Regions from separate parts of the Mus musculus genome. Here regions 1, 3 and 4 are each linked to region 2. A link is a contact called in public HiChIP or PLAC-seq and promoter capture Hi-C data. All regions are on one chromosome and are shown on one strand. The core of a region is the stretch at or near the end of the contact, and the rest is flanking DNA. Distances in the headings are between cores, read along the strand shown.

Region 1 (3,626 bases), core at 327-2,826, 190 kb before region 2:
AGGGTGTCTCAATGCTTGAGGACACTATGCCTCTTGCAGGGGATCTAGGTTTGGTTGCTAGCACATGATGCTCATAACCATCCCTAACTCCAGCTTCAACTACACACACACACACACACACACACACACACACACATATCTCAAGATATATATGTATATATATATATACATATATACAGACACACACACACATATATATCAAGATATATATATATATATATATACATATATACAGACACACACACACACATATATATATCAAGATATATTATATACATATAAACTTAGGCTATATGGCAGACTAAAATGAACAAATAATAAAAAATAAACCCTAGTACTTTTTATGGAACAAAAGAAACAATTATGTGACCCCAAATATTATTGCTATTATTTATGATTTTTTTCCAATTCAAAATACTGCCTGTTCGGTTGGTGAAGTTATATGGTAGCCGAGGTCTACAGTCTCAGTCCTGAGAGGTGGGCACAAAACTAGAAGTGTGAGACTAGCCTGAGCTATATAAGACCCTTTCTCAAAAATATAAACAGTGGCTCTGGAAGACCCTTTCAAATTAAGCCAAACAAAGAAAACACTACCAAGAACTGGGAATGTAGCCTAGTGATATATTAACACACCTTGTTGGACGCGGGCGAGGTCCTTAGGTAGAACCCTAATTTGTGTGTACTGCACACTTTGTAGACCCTAAGGGCACAACGAAACAAAAAGTGTAGGCTGTACCCGAAGCACCATTTTATTTTTGTGTATGAAAAATTAAAGTATGAGTTGCTGACGGTTTTAATGAGTTAAGATTTTTTTTTTCTGTTACTCCACAGTGGCCTTTTGCGGTTTTATCTTTCTGAAAGCCGGCCTTACATGAAAGGTCAACTGCCAGTTTCAAAAGTCTGGAAGGGCCGGAGGTCTAATACTCTCTGTTTAAAAAACCAACTATTCCAAACCTTCCGAGGGGAAACAGTATGGAATGTCTGTATCCTTTCAGCTTTAATTCTTGTGTGTACTGTAATCATGAGCAAAGACATCTTGCAGAAGGTTTCGCAAGCTCCTATATAAAAAGTTGCTTAATGTTACAAGCCAATGATTCTTGGGAGGGATGGGTTTCTCTGCAGCGCTGGTCCCTTGTCTGGGCGGTGAAAAGGGTGGCCTGGTCCCGACCACTTTCCCAAGCAGGCGGGGAATCTAGGCGTCCGGAAATGGTCAGGGGCGGGCCGTAGGGCAGACAGGCATAGGGACTTTGGCCTCTAGAAACCTCTTGGCGTGGAAACTAACCGGGTTCTCTTGTGTTTCCCCAGAGCAACGCCTGACCGCAGGCAGAAGCGGCCCCATCCTCCCCCACCCCGACGCCTCCGGCGGCCGGCCTCCCGGCCTCCGGCGCGCCTGCGCACTAAGCTGACTGCGCGGGCGCCGCTTCCCGGCTCCGCATTCCTCCCCCTTCCGAGCTCCGCGCGCCTGCGCGCCGGCTGGGAGGCCCTCCGCGTCGGGGCGGGAGGACGCGCGCGCGCCCGCGGCCAGGGGGCGGTGGCCAGGCGGCGGGAGGCGGGCCGCGCGCGCCGGTGGGAAGCGTCCGGCAGCCACAGCGCCGGCTCCGTCGTAGTCGCGGCCGCCCGGGTCTCGCTCGCCCCTCCTCCCGCTCCCCCGCCCGCCGCCGCCCGCGCGCATGCGCCGCCGGAGCGCGAGGGTCGGCTTCGGGTGTTTGGTGGCGGCAGAGCGGAGCTGCGAGGCCCGAGAGTCAGAACCTGGGGGAGAGGGATGGTCTCTGCACCGGGGGGAGCCGGAGGAGCCGCCGCCGCTGCCGACGCCACCGCCGCAGCCGCCGCCGCCGCCGCCCCGGCGCCCGCCTCCCTGCGCTGACGGCCGCGTACGAAGCCGGCGAGGGGGAGCCAGCCACCGCGGTCGCCGGCACACCGCCCAGCATGGTCCGGGAAACCAGGCACCTCTGGGTGGGAAACTTACCGGAGAACGTGCGGGAAGAGAAGATCATCGAGCATTTCAAACGGTGAGTGACACGAGGCCCGGAGCCGCGCTGGCACCTCGGGCGCCTCTCCGGCCCGTTGCTGGCCACCGGCAGAGCGGCGACGCGCGGCTGGCTCCGGCGCTCTGGGCGGGCGGCTGCTGTGCGGCCACCGAAGGAGCGGGAGCGCTGGGGGGCTGCGGGATCGCCTTTTTGCGCGCCGCCTCGCAGTCCAGCGCGACTGGCCGGGGCCCCGAGCGCCCGCAGAGCCCGGGCTGTGCGGACGCCGCAGCCGCGCTTGGCATCGTGCGGCACCGGGAGGTGGCAGGCACCCGGAGCAGTGGCCGCTCTCCGGAGATTCGTGCAGCGGCGGATGCTTCAGCTCTCTGCGCGGCTGGGCGGAGCGGGCTGCCTGGCGCTCGGCGGCGGCTAAATGGGCTGCCCGTGTCCCGGAGCTCGCGGGGAAGGGAGCGCGAACGCCAAGCTTGGCGCTGCGGATGCATTCCCGCGCCGCGCTGGTGACCGAGCGTTTTTTTTTTTTGTTTTTGTTTGTTTGTTGTTTTTTTTTTTTTTACAATAGACCCTTCACCTCGAATTCGTTAGTGAAGTAGCCAAAAAGTGCAAAATTTTAGCGATTAGGTATGACTTTTCGGTTTCTCTAAATACTTTTTGCTTGTGGAAGGAAAAGAAGTAAATGCTGCTTTTCATACCCGTTGGTAGCATTTAGCGCTTATTTGCTCCCAGAAACGCGTGTCCGGGTAACTGGTAGAGGCCTCAGCATGCAACCCCACTTACAATGAGAATTTATTCATACTTTCCGCACATTGAGAAAGAACGTAGCAAATCTGCGATCGCCTGTGGAAATTCACTTCTCCTGATATCCAATACCCTGGAAGGTTCCAAGTTGGGCGTACTCTGAATTCCCACTATCCAGTCGGTGCAGGGAATATAATTAGGAGAAGGAACGTCCTCACATTAGAGTCAACCTGGGAAAATGGGTTGTGTCGCCCGGTCTAGAACCTCTTTGGTGAGGCCTGGGAAGCGTGAGCGCCTTCCTTTCTCTCTCTCTGATGGAGGGCCATTGATTCTGTTGGCCGTTGCTCTGACCGGGGGTATTAAATCTTCGCCTCCGGGGCGCGCGTGTGCGCGTGCCCGCGTGTGAAAAGGAGCTGGGTATAGTGAGGCCATTCATAACCTGCCGGGATGTCCTCCGCAGGCCTGGGGGAGGTGCGCGCTGCCTGGGACTCCGGGTGTTTACTACGTTGTGTCTGAGACACGGGAGAGGGGGAGGTCCGGAGATGGAGTGTTGGCCGGGGTGCCCGGGGATGAAAGGGGACTGCAGCAGCTGGAGCGCCAGCAGATGGGAACTTTCTCTGCCCGTGCTGCTCCACCCCTCGGCTCGGGTCTCTGCCCTCTAGTAGCAGGTCCTCAGCGTGGAGAAGATAGCACTCCGCTTTCTTAGGTTCTGGAGTGGAAACCCCTCTGCGCTGTACCTCCTTTAAATCGCCCAGTGGCTCTTCCATGGGTCTCTGCATGGGAAATTGATACGCACCCGACGTGCAAACACGTGCATCGCCTCATTCGCTCTGCTCCTGTGTTGGGTGGTCAGACTTGACATTTTACATCATGCAGATTTCAGAGGCACGGCTTGCCTCAGACCTG
Region 2 (3,584 bases), core at 476-2,975:
CTTTTAGATTAAAAAAAAAAAAATCTCTAAGATCCCCAGTCAGAGTTGCCTCTGCTCTGTGATGACACATGACCCAGAGCAAAGCCCCACTTCCTCACACCCCCGAAGCAGCCCGCCCTCACAAGCCAAGGTCGTCTAAGTCCTGTCAAAGGGGGCTCAGATGCCCCGAGTTTTCCAGGTGTGCGTTCCCTGAGTTCCAAGCAACAGTGGAACCTGCAAGGCGCGGACCTGGTCCTTACGACCAAACAAGGCCTGTTCTGTTGGGTCCCATTTCGTTGATGTTTTTGGAGCTGGGAGCCAGGGAAGTGTCAACCTCCAGTGAAGCATGACGGGGCCTGGGAGGGACCTTAATCTCCATGGCTGCCAGGAGGCCCATTTCCAGGATCTGAGACAAGAGAGCCGTTCCTACAGCACCTGCCAGTCCCTGGCCACCAAAGACTAAACATGAGATGTGACACTCCTGCCAGTCCCCCACTCCACCCCCCGGGTTCCTATGGCAGACGTCTGCGAGCATTGAGAAGCTGAGGAAAGAACCGAACAGAAGGTTCAGAGTCTGGAGATCTGGCTCTGTTTTGCCTCTGCCTCTTTTGTCTTACAATCTGCACCTTAGTTTTTCCATCCGCACAATGGGCAGGATGCAGTTAAGTGAGATAAATGATTGCTAGCTGGCTCCCCATCTGGCTCTGCCTCTCGAGTCCTGGAGTAGACAGGTGGAAGTCTGGCCTCCCCTTCTTGACAATGCCCCTGAGAAGTTAGCCCAAGATGACTCTGGGCTGGACTGAAGAGCAGACGAAGGTTCAGGTGGGTCTCATAGGTCTTCACTCACCAGACTCCTGACTGGGGAAGCAGTATGGCGGAGATCTTTGCTGAGAGATCAGGGTTCAGGGCTATGTCCTTCCTCCGTGTCCCTCCTTGTTCCCAGCTCGGGGCCCATGTCCAAGGCAAACAGGACGGAGTGGAGGTGCCACAGGAAAGCCAGGCAGAGCCTCAGGGCTCGTCGTCTTTGTTGCAGGATGAGGACGCTCTGGCGGGGGAGGTGGAGGAAGAAACCTTTCTATAAGTTCTTTCAGCTCTAAATCCTGCAGGGGGATGTGGTGTCCTCCGCTGTGCCCTGGGCCAGAGGGAAGGAAGGAGTCTAGCTACGGGACCCAGGTGTGAGCCAAAGACTGTGACCTTTCCAGAAAGGAAGGCCCCAGTGTAGAGATCAAGGGAGCTAGATTTCCTTGGAGCCCAGGTCCTCCACCCACTCCGGTCTAGAAGAAGAAAGTGGGATTCCTAAAGCTTGACAGAGTACAGACCCTCTCCTGTGCCTTCCCCAACCCGAGCCACCTTCTCTCCGCCATTCATTGACAAATGCTGGTCCCTTTGCCTGGACCACCTCCTCCCTCCTCCAGCCCTGTTTTGCCTGATGCCTGTTCCTCATTCTTGCAACCTCAGCTTTAATTTGCTTCCTCCAGGAAGCTTTCCCTGTTAGGCTCCTGGTTGCTAGGTTTCTCAACCCTGACCATGATGGCTTATAGCTTCCGGTCTGTTATCTTCCTGGTATGTGTGTGGGGTCAGGGGCAGCCTGTGTCATTCACCACTGAATTCCCGTGCGGAGCCTGGTTTACACGTGGCACCAAGTGAGTGCCTGGCACTGAGCGAGACAGCAGACTGTAGAGCAGAGGGCTCCCCAGGGGCCTTCAGTTGGAATGGCTTGTCCTTGACATAGTCACGTGTAGGGCTTAGAGACTAAGGAGCCAGAAGTGGTTACATAGAGGCCACGTGGGGGCTGAGGTGTAAGCTGGGCAAAGGTAAGGACAGACTAGTGTGAGGTAATCGTTTCAAATGGGGCTTTCCAGTAACAGAACTGTCTCGGGGCCCCACATCTCTGCTGAGGAAAACCTAAATCCCAGTTTGTTTGTTTGTTTGTTTGTTTGTTTGTTTGTTTGTTTTTAATTTACTTATTTTATTTTACATAAGTGAAAATTTTGTCTCTAGGTATATATGTGTACCACATGCATGCCCTGTCCCCCCAGAGGCCAGAAGAAGGTATGAGACCCCCTAGAATTGAAGCTAATGGATGGTTATGAACCACCAAGTAGATGCTGGCAACTGAACCCAGGTCCTCGGAAAGAACAACACAAGCTCCAAACCTCCGAGCCAGCTCTCCAGTCGGCCCAAGACTCACGGTTTTAAAACACTGTTCATGCGTTGCCTGCATCGATATCTGTGTACCACGTGTGTCTGGTGTCCTCAGAGGCCAGAAGAGGGCATCAGGTCCCCTGGGCTTGGAGTTACAGATGGTTGGGAGCTCCTACGTGGGTGCCGGGACCTGAACTTTGAGTTCTCTCTCTGCAAGAGCAGCAAGTGCTTTGAACCTCCGAGCCAGCTCTCCAGCCCTGGTTAGCAAGCCCTTAAGAAAATTGTCTATGTGTGTGTGTGTCTCTGTGTGTTTGTGTGTGCATTTGTGTATGTGTGTTGTGTGTGTGTGTGTGTCTCTGTGTGAATTTGAATGTGTGTGTGTTTGTGTATGTGTGTTTGAGTGTGTGTCTGTGTGTGTGTTTGTATGTGTGTGTGTTAGTGTGTATGTGTCTGTGTGTGTTTGAGTGTGTGTGTGTGTTTGAGTGTGTGTGTGTGTGTGTGTGTGTGTGTGTGTGTGTTGGGGGGTAGGTTTCAACAGATTGTACTGAAGCAACTGGATATAATTCACACACACAACCGCGAAGTTCCTTCTCTACTGCACACCCGCATGGCATTCACCATTCACACACAAGGAGAACGGGGGCCCTCAGGGCTACAATTACTGCCCTATAACACAGGCAGGTGAGAACAGGGTGTCACTGCTCCGTCCCATACTCCCAGCACTTGGGAGGTGGAGGCAGGAGGGCTGGAAACACAAGATCACCAACATCATTCTCAACTACAGGAAAATTTAACTCCAAGCCGGGTTTGGTGGGACAGGTTGTTAATCCCATCACCCAGGAGGCAGAGGCAGGCAGATCTCTGTGAATTTGAGGCCAGCCTGGTCTACAGAGTGAGTCCAGGAAACCCAGAGCTGCTAAGAGAGAAACCCTGTTTTGAAAAGCTCAAAGGGGGGTCTGGTGAGATGGCTCAGTGGGTAAGAGCACCCGACTGCTCTTCTGAAGGTCCGAAGTTCAAATCCCAGCAACCACATGGTGGCTCACAACCATCTGTAATGAGATCTGATGCCCTCTTCTGGTGCATCTGAAGACAGCTACAGTGTACTTACATATAATAAATGAATAAATAAATAAATAAATAAATAAATAAATCTTTAAAAAAAAAGAAAAGAAAAGCTCAAAGGGGAAAAAAATATCTCCAAACTACAGTGACATCAAAAGAAGGTATACGAGCCCCTCTCCCCACCACCACTGGCACATCGGGCAAGAAGGCAGTTGAATGCACACCAGGGAGAGGTCCCCCACAAAGCTAGCTCCAATTCCACCTCAGCTTGGACTTATAGCTTTTCAAATCTGAGGAGATTTATAAAATACATGTTTGTTTATTTATTGTGTACTTGTGGAAGCTGGATGACACCTTTGGGAAATTCTGTCCTTCCTCTGTGTGAGTCCTGCGATCAA
Region 3 (3,358 bases), core at 432-2,931, 170 kb after region 2:
TTCTCAGCAACCACACAGTGGCTTACAACCATCTATAAAGGGATCTGATGCCCTCTTCTGACATGCAGCAGAGCACTCTACATTAAAAAAAAGAATATTTAAAAGCACCGGGTGTTCTTCCAGAGGACTAGGGTTCAATTCCTAGCACCCACACGGAGGTTTATAACATCTGTAACTCCAGTTCCAAGAATCTGATAGCCTCTTCTGGCTTCCGAGGGCACTGAGTGCACATGATGCAAAGACATACATGCAGGGAAACACCATACATACACAATAAAAATTTAAAATCTTATAATAATAATTTTGAATCTATGCTAAATGAGTTACTTTGTCTTCACAACAAGAAAGTCTATTTTAGAGGGCTAGAAAGATGGCTCAGCGGTTAAGAGTACTAGCTACTCTTCCAAAGGTCCTGAGTTCAAATCCCAGCAACCACACGGTGGCTCACAACCACCCATAAGGAAATCTGATGCCCTCCTCTGGAGTGTCTGAAGATAGCTACAGTGTATTTACATATAATCAATCAATCCATCTTTTCTGAAGAAAGGAAGGAAGGAAGGAAGAAAGGAAGGAAGGAAGGAAGGAAGGAAGGAAGGAAGGAAGGAAGGAAGGAAGGAAGGAAGGAAGGAAGGAAGGAAGGAAGGAAGGCAGGCAGGCAGGCAGGCAGGCAGGCAGGCAGGCAGGCAGGCAGGCAGGCAGGCAGTCTATTTTAAAAATAGAGTCTAGCATGTTCTACAAAGCAAGTTCCAGCTCACAGCGTGAGCTCCTATCCCAAAATAAAATATAAATAAATAGAGTAAAAAGTAAGAGTCTACTAAAGTTCCATTGCTCACATTTGTTAAGAACTACAAATAACCAGCGGTTAAGTTAAAGGCTTGAGAGGGAAGAGGGTAACTCCCAGTGCAACACCTCCATTTCCATTAGGGACACTCAGCAGCTCCAGGTTATCTTGGTCTCACTGCACAGCTTGCCTTGAGCTTGTGGTGACCTCTTGAGCACTAGGAGGAGACGGGTATGGCTTACCCACCTGGCTTGTGGCAGACTCGGGATAGACAAGTAACTCCAGTGACAGAGCCACTGAGAGAACTACCTGACTGACAGTCCTCTAGAGCGTCTGAAGTGTAAACTGCTCTTCATTACAGTGGCACCTGGAAAAGTGAGTCCAGGCCAGCTCAGTGGGCAAAGGTGCTTGCTGTCAGGCCCGATGACCCAGGAACCACACGGCAGTATGTAAAATAAATGATGCTGCAAGTCCCTGATCTCCTTATAGGATTGTAAAGTCCAGCTTATGTCGCCTTCGTCTACACAGACTCTTCGTAGCAGCTTCCCTCATGTATCAAAAGAGCAGAGTGCCTTTATTTTTCAAAGAGATAGCAAACATTCTTCTCCTCTTTTTGGACTGAAAACCCAGCCAGTTGGGCCCCATGAGGTCCTTCACATGTATTTTAATCCTATACTAAAATAGTGCAGGCTGCACTTTCCTGCTTCTCTCTGAACAAACAAAGGTTTCTGAAGCAGGAAACAGGGCCGACAGTAAGGTACTGAAACACGAGTGACAGAGCTGAGTTTCAGTGACCGGTGAAGCTAGAGAGAAAAGAAAGCATCAATCTGGAACACAATGTTCAGAACTCAGATCTAACAGAGCGAGAGCACATCACACTACTGGACAGGAAGCACGCTTAGTCAATAAGCTCAAGGACAACAGTGCAAAGAATGAGTTCCAGGCCAGCCGAGGCTACATAGCAAGACTCTATCTCAAAATTCAGAAAGAAAATAGACATCCCAACAGTCTAGCAAGCACCCCAATCACTCTGCTTACTGCCTGCTTGGATGAGACTGTGTGGTGACAGCAGCGGGAACGCCCCACGAGATGAGGACAGTGAGCAGGTCTCAGTCCTTCCCAACCTTGCTGTTTTCTCAAGTTCTCCACCCAAGTAGGTTTTCCTTCCACAACATCCAGACCCCTGGAATGTCGCACAGTCAGAGCTCACAGCAGTGTGAGTACTGCACTAAGATTGTAGAACCTGTGTATCCCACCTGTTAAATTCCCAAACTTGTACACGAACAACTATAACAAAGACACTTATCTCAAGTCGCCAACACTATCCAGGCAAAGCCAACAGTTCTCCACAGACCACAATAGTTTTCTACTGAACTACAATCATCTTAGGTGCAAGATTTTCAGGAATCTGGATTTCTACAGTGTCTGAGCAGTCCCCAATGGTCCCTGGGTGAGCTGCACACTCTTTTAACGTTCAGACGTTCAGATGTTAAACTCCCTACTGTCACCAGGGAAAGGCCCTGAGGCGTTTATCCCATGCTGGAAGAAGCGATGCTGTCATGTGTCTCCCAGCTACAAGCTGGAACATATTTGATAAGGCCTGTAATTACATAACTCAAGACAGCCAAGGGTGGGAATCCAGCCTGGGCATGCAGGCTCCCGCAGGAGCCAGATCAGCAGTGTGTGGAACTACCTGACTGTATGAGAATCCTAAACACTTCAAGGCTTACAATGTTGGGAATTGGCTATAGTAATCTGACAAGAGTATCCGCCATTTACCAAGGCTGTCATGATTAGGCTTGCAGACATTCACCAAGTGAAACTTCACCTGCCTTTTCTGTCCCTGGCTTTTTTTTTTTTTAATTTTTTTATTAGGTATTTTCCTCATTTACATTTCCAATGCTATCCCAAAAGTCCCCCATACCCTCCCCCTCACTCCCCTACCCACCCACTCCCACTTTTTGGCCCTGGCATTCCCCTGTACTGGGAAGTTTGCAAGTCCAATGGGCCTCTCTTTCCAGTGATGGCCAACTAGGCCATCTTTTGATACATATGCAGCTAGAGTCAAGAGTGTCCCTGGCTTTTAACATAGGAAAGATCTTGTGCTTGACATATATTTATTATGCCTATGGCTTTTTAAGTTTTGTTTTGTTTTGTTTTTTCCAGGTGTGTGTGTGCATCATGGCACATATGTGGAAGTTGGATAATTTTCAGGAGTTGGTTCTCTCTGTTGTGTGGGTCCTAGTAATTGAACTTTGGCTTTTAGGCTTGTTGGTAGGTACCTTTCCCTGATAAACCATATTTGTTGCTGTTTAAGCCTACAAATCTTGACAATTATTAAAATCTGTTAATACTGATGGAGGAGATACTCAAATAGACTTGAAGGATTCACTAGTAGATCTGCTTTGGAGACATCAAGAAACAAACCAGAACTTAACTAAGGGCGCTGCCTCCCAAACACTCAAAGGATGTATGGTGTGCTGGCCAGGCCTGCCACAGGGTCACAGACCATGTACAGTCCTGGCACCCTCAGTTCTCTTCCTGAGAAAAGCATAATTCTGTCAGATGAATAACAAC
Region 4 (3,279 bases), core at 422-2,921, 230 kb before region 2:
AAATCAGTAAACATCTTCCCTTGGTTCAGGGGCTGCGAAGATGGCTCGGTGATGAAGAGCGAGCTCTTGCTCCTCTTGCGGAGGACCAGAGTTCATTTCCCAGCATCCCTCATGGAGGCTCATAACTACCTGTCCTGCAACTCCAGTTTCCGGAGAGCTGGCGCCCTCTGCTGGCCTCCTTGGAACCTTAATGCATGTGGTGTACACGCTTACACTCAGGCACACACACATACATTAAAAAAAAAAAAACAATTTAGCCATGTCTAATGGCAAACACCTTTAATCTCAGTACTTGGGAGGCAGAGACACATGGATCTCTGCATTTGAAGGCAGCCACAGCTACAATCTTAAAATGCACAAACTACTGGGGTTTGGTGGTGCAAATCTGTGATCCCAGTGCTGGGGGAAATTGCCAGAAGCTTGCGACCTGCTTAGACTTCATAGAATTCCCAATCAGTTTTGGCCACATTCAGAGATTTGTCTCAGAAAATAATAATAAATCATAAGTGCATAGAACGTGAGGTAGCGGCGACCCAGCCTTCCTTCCTGTAGAATCCGTGCTGAGCTGGGCTCAGGATGGGAGGGAGGATGGTCACGTGCCTCTGCTTGCTTCCACACCCTGTGAGCTCCTGTGAGGGGCTCCCAGACCTGGATTAAGAGCCTTTGATTTGCTAAGGAACAAGTTCGAGGCTGAGCCTCCTTCCTCCAGACTTTACTGGGGCTCTGGCCTCTACAAGTGCGCGCACGCGCGCACACACACACACACACACACACACCAAAGAGGCTAGGGAAAGAAGTCACATCTCTTTGGTCTCCCATGTGTGCCACCCAGCCTCCACTTCAGCTTTGCTGCTAGGCTGCCCGTAACCACTGTCTCTGTGAAGCCACACCTAGAACATTCTCCCTCTTAAGGAAATTCACTTTAAGGCAGGCAAGATGATTCAGCTGGTAGAGGTGCTGGCTTCCAAGTCTGATGGCCGGAGTCCTGTCTCTGGGACCCACAGTGAAGGAGAGAGCCAATTCTATAAGTTGTCCTCTGGTTTACACCTGCATACCAAGATACACGTTTGTGCACACACATCTAATAGAGATAAAATGTAAAGTAGAAAAAAAATCATTTTTGTGCTTTGTAACTTCTAAGTTGCACACAGAAAAAAATAAACATATGTTCTTTCCTTGTGTCTTGTTTTTGTCTGGGGTGGGGGGAGTTGGTTGTTTTTATTTGGGGGTTTTGTTTCAGTGAGATAGTGTCCTGAGTATCCCAGGCTGACCTTGAACTAACTATATCGTCCTGGATTGCCTTGACTTCATATCCCTTGTCTCCAACTCCTATATTCTGGAATTCTAGGAATCGAACCCAGAGCCTCATGAGGCTTCGTTTTAAATATATGGGTAACTGGGGGTGGGGGGTGTCGCAGTGATTTGAATACACTTAGCATGTATGTACTTGACTGGCTTCTGTCCCCAGCACCAAATTATATAAATATATACATATATGAATTAATTAAAGGGAAGCTGATAAAGTGGTGACGTGCATTGGGACTCCTGTGAGGGGACATGCATTACCCCGCTTAGGGGTCCTGGGAAACTAGGCAGTAGTTTGCAAGTTGCAGGTTCTGGGCTGCGTCAAGGCAGATGTGGCGTTCAGCCGCTAGGGGGCAGCATGAGCCAGCGAGTTGATACCCGGAGCCAAGGTTCTCTGGCTTCTCACCAGCTTCTCAACGCGTAGGGTTCTCAATGCTCATATTTCGGAGAGAGAAAACATCCCAAAAGAGTGACGTGGTCATGAAACTTTTCCACCTGTCTCAGGAATGCGGCCTCTCGAAAGGAGACCTGCGGCCGGAGATTAAGCCAGTCGCTGGCCCAAACTGTCACCTGTTTGGAGGGGATGCCCGGAAATTCAAGAATGAGACCTGGGAACTTGGACTCTGAACAAAGGACCATCAGGAGTTGCTGGGGAGCGCTGAACTTGCCCATGGCCCTGTGCCAGGGTCCCTCTCGCCTGAGGCCACACCCAGGTGCTTGGAGTATGACCTCACTAGCATGTAGAGCCTGTTGCTGCCTATTCAACCAGAAAGACCTTCAGAGGGGACCAGGTGATGGCTGAGCAGGCCTGTGCATGCCAGAAGTACCGGAAGGAAGTGGAGGCAGGAGGAGCCAAAGTTTAAAGTTATCTTTGAGGACATAGTAAGTACCAGGTTGGCCTGAGGTACTTTGAGACCCCGTCTGGAACGGATATAAAGAGGTATAGGGTGTGTGGCACACACCTGTAATTCCAGAAATGGGGGGTCGGGGGCGCAGAGGACGGAGGATTGCTTAGAGTACAAGGCCACCCTGTAATACGCAGAGAGACCATGTCTCAAAAACAGACAAGCTGGGGCGGTGGTGGCCTACACCTTTAATCTCAGGGGAGGCAGAGGCAGGCAGACCTCTGTGAATTCGGGACCAACCTGGTCTACAGAGTAGATTCCAGGATAACCGCGGGTGCATTGTGAAACCCTGTCTCAAAAAACAAACAAGAAGGGCCTGCAAGATGGCTCAGTGGGCAAAAGCTCTTGCCACAACGCCTGACAGCCAGAGTTCAGAGTTCGATTCCCCAGCACTGCATAAATCAGGAGTGGAAGTGCCTGAGTGTGGTCTAGCACTAGGGAGAGGAGGCGGGAGGACCAGAACTTCACTCTCATTGTAGAAATCTCGAGGTCAGCCTGGAATGCATGAGACCAATGTTTCTCAACACCTAAACAAACAAATAAATAAATGGACAAAAACCTGAAGGTCATTTGTTTATATATTTTTAATTTGTTTTTATTTTATAGGTATGCCTGCAAGCATATCTGTGCACCTTGTGCTTTGAGAAACCAGAAGAGGATACCAGGGCACCTGGCACTAGAGTTACAGGACATTGTGAGCTACCAAGTGGGTGCTGGGAATCGAACCTGGGTCCTCTGGAAGAAGAGTCAGTGTTCTTAACCAGTGAGCCATCTCTCCAGCCCCACAAAGCCTTTTTCTTTGCATTTATTTATTTCTGTGGAGGAGTAACTGCATGCCACAGCTCAATTGTTCCTACATGTGTGTGTGTGTGTGTGTGTGTGTGTACAACCTGCAGTTCTCTCCTTCCGCCAATGAATTCTGGCAATCTTAAGACTTGGTGCCAACTGCCTTCACCTCTGATCCATCTCACTAACCGTATGTGTGTGTGTGCGTGTGTGTGCCTGTGCACATGCCTGTGTGTGTGTCTGTGTCTGTGAGCGTGCACGCACACACATGTGTGTGTTGCTG

What was found. Promoter capture Hi-C pulls out the DNA fragments that hold promoters and counts their contacts. HiChIP or PLAC-seq counts read pairs in DNA pulled down with a chosen protein or histone mark.
Region 1: a contact with region 2 is called in a promoter capture Hi-C map of liver. The contact joins the promoter of Spen here to the enhancer-like site in region 2. A contact is called at or near these places in 4 of 39 promoter capture datasets (cranial neural crest, frontonasal cranial neural crest, liver and 1 more), 1 of 484 Hi-C or Micro-C datasets (liver), 1 of 115 datasets of contacts at active chromatin or transcription factors (pancreatic cancer cells) and 1 of 9 other capture datasets (adipose tissue).
Region 3: a contact with region 2 is called in a promoter capture Hi-C map of liver. The contact joins two enhancer-like sites. A contact is called at or near these places in 11 of 39 promoter capture datasets (the 3T3-L1 cell line, the C10 cell line, the HPC-7 cell line and 7 more), 3 of 484 Hi-C or Micro-C datasets (B cells, ECoMG myeloid progenitors and nephron progenitors) and 3 of 115 datasets of contacts at active chromatin or transcription factors (all in embryonic stem cells).
Region 4: a contact with region 2 is called in a FOXA1 HiChIP or PLAC-seq map of pancreatic cancer cells. The contact joins two enhancer-like sites. A contact is called at or near these places in 3 of 39 promoter capture datasets (the C10 cell line, cranial neural crest and liver) and 3 of 115 datasets of contacts at active chromatin or transcription factors (craniofacial prominence, embryonic stem cells and pancreatic cancer cells).

What each region holds. Positions count from the first base shown.
Region 1 is chr4:141,536,547-141,540,172 of GRCm38.p6, reverse strand. It overlaps Spen (spen family transcription repressor), which reads left to right and starts at 1,576. Exons shown (of 16, transcript NM_019763.2): 1 at 1,576-2,009. The coding sequence starts at 1,927. It overlaps Gm4123 (predicted gene 4123), which reads right to left. Exons shown (of 2, transcript NR_166589.1): 2 at 2,756-3,626.
Region 2 is chr4:141,345,607-141,349,190 of GRCm38.p6, reverse strand. No RefSeq gene overlaps it. Among named protein-coding and RNA genes, the nearest start is that of Fam131c, 21 kb to the left of the region's middle. Within about 2 kb of position 1,725, at least 24 of the 459 cell types and tissues checked have an H3K27ac peak or open chromatin away from gene starts, as enhancers often do. A contact at or near this core is called in liver and pancreatic cancer cells, where this site is marked.
Region 3 is chr4:141,174,959-141,178,316 of GRCm38.p6, reverse strand. The region is part of intron 3 of Fbxo42 (F-box protein 42); the gene reads right to left. Among named protein-coding and RNA genes, the nearest start is that of Fbxo42, 29 kb to the right of the region's middle. Within about 2 kb of position 1,681, at least 14 of the 459 cell types and tissues checked have an H3K27ac peak or open chromatin away from gene starts, as enhancers often do. A contact at or near this core is called in liver, where this site is marked.
Region 4 is chr4:141,573,958-141,577,236 of GRCm38.p6, reverse strand. Fblim1 (filamin binding LIM protein 1) reads left to right here. Exons shown (of 9, transcript NM_001163256.1): 9 at 1-1,175. Among named protein-coding and RNA genes, the nearest start is that of Fblim1, 24 kb to the left of the region's middle. Within about 2 kb of position 1,671, at least 58 of the 459 cell types and tissues checked have an H3K27ac peak or open chromatin away from gene starts, as enhancers often do. A contact at or near this core is called in pancreatic cancer cells, where this site is marked.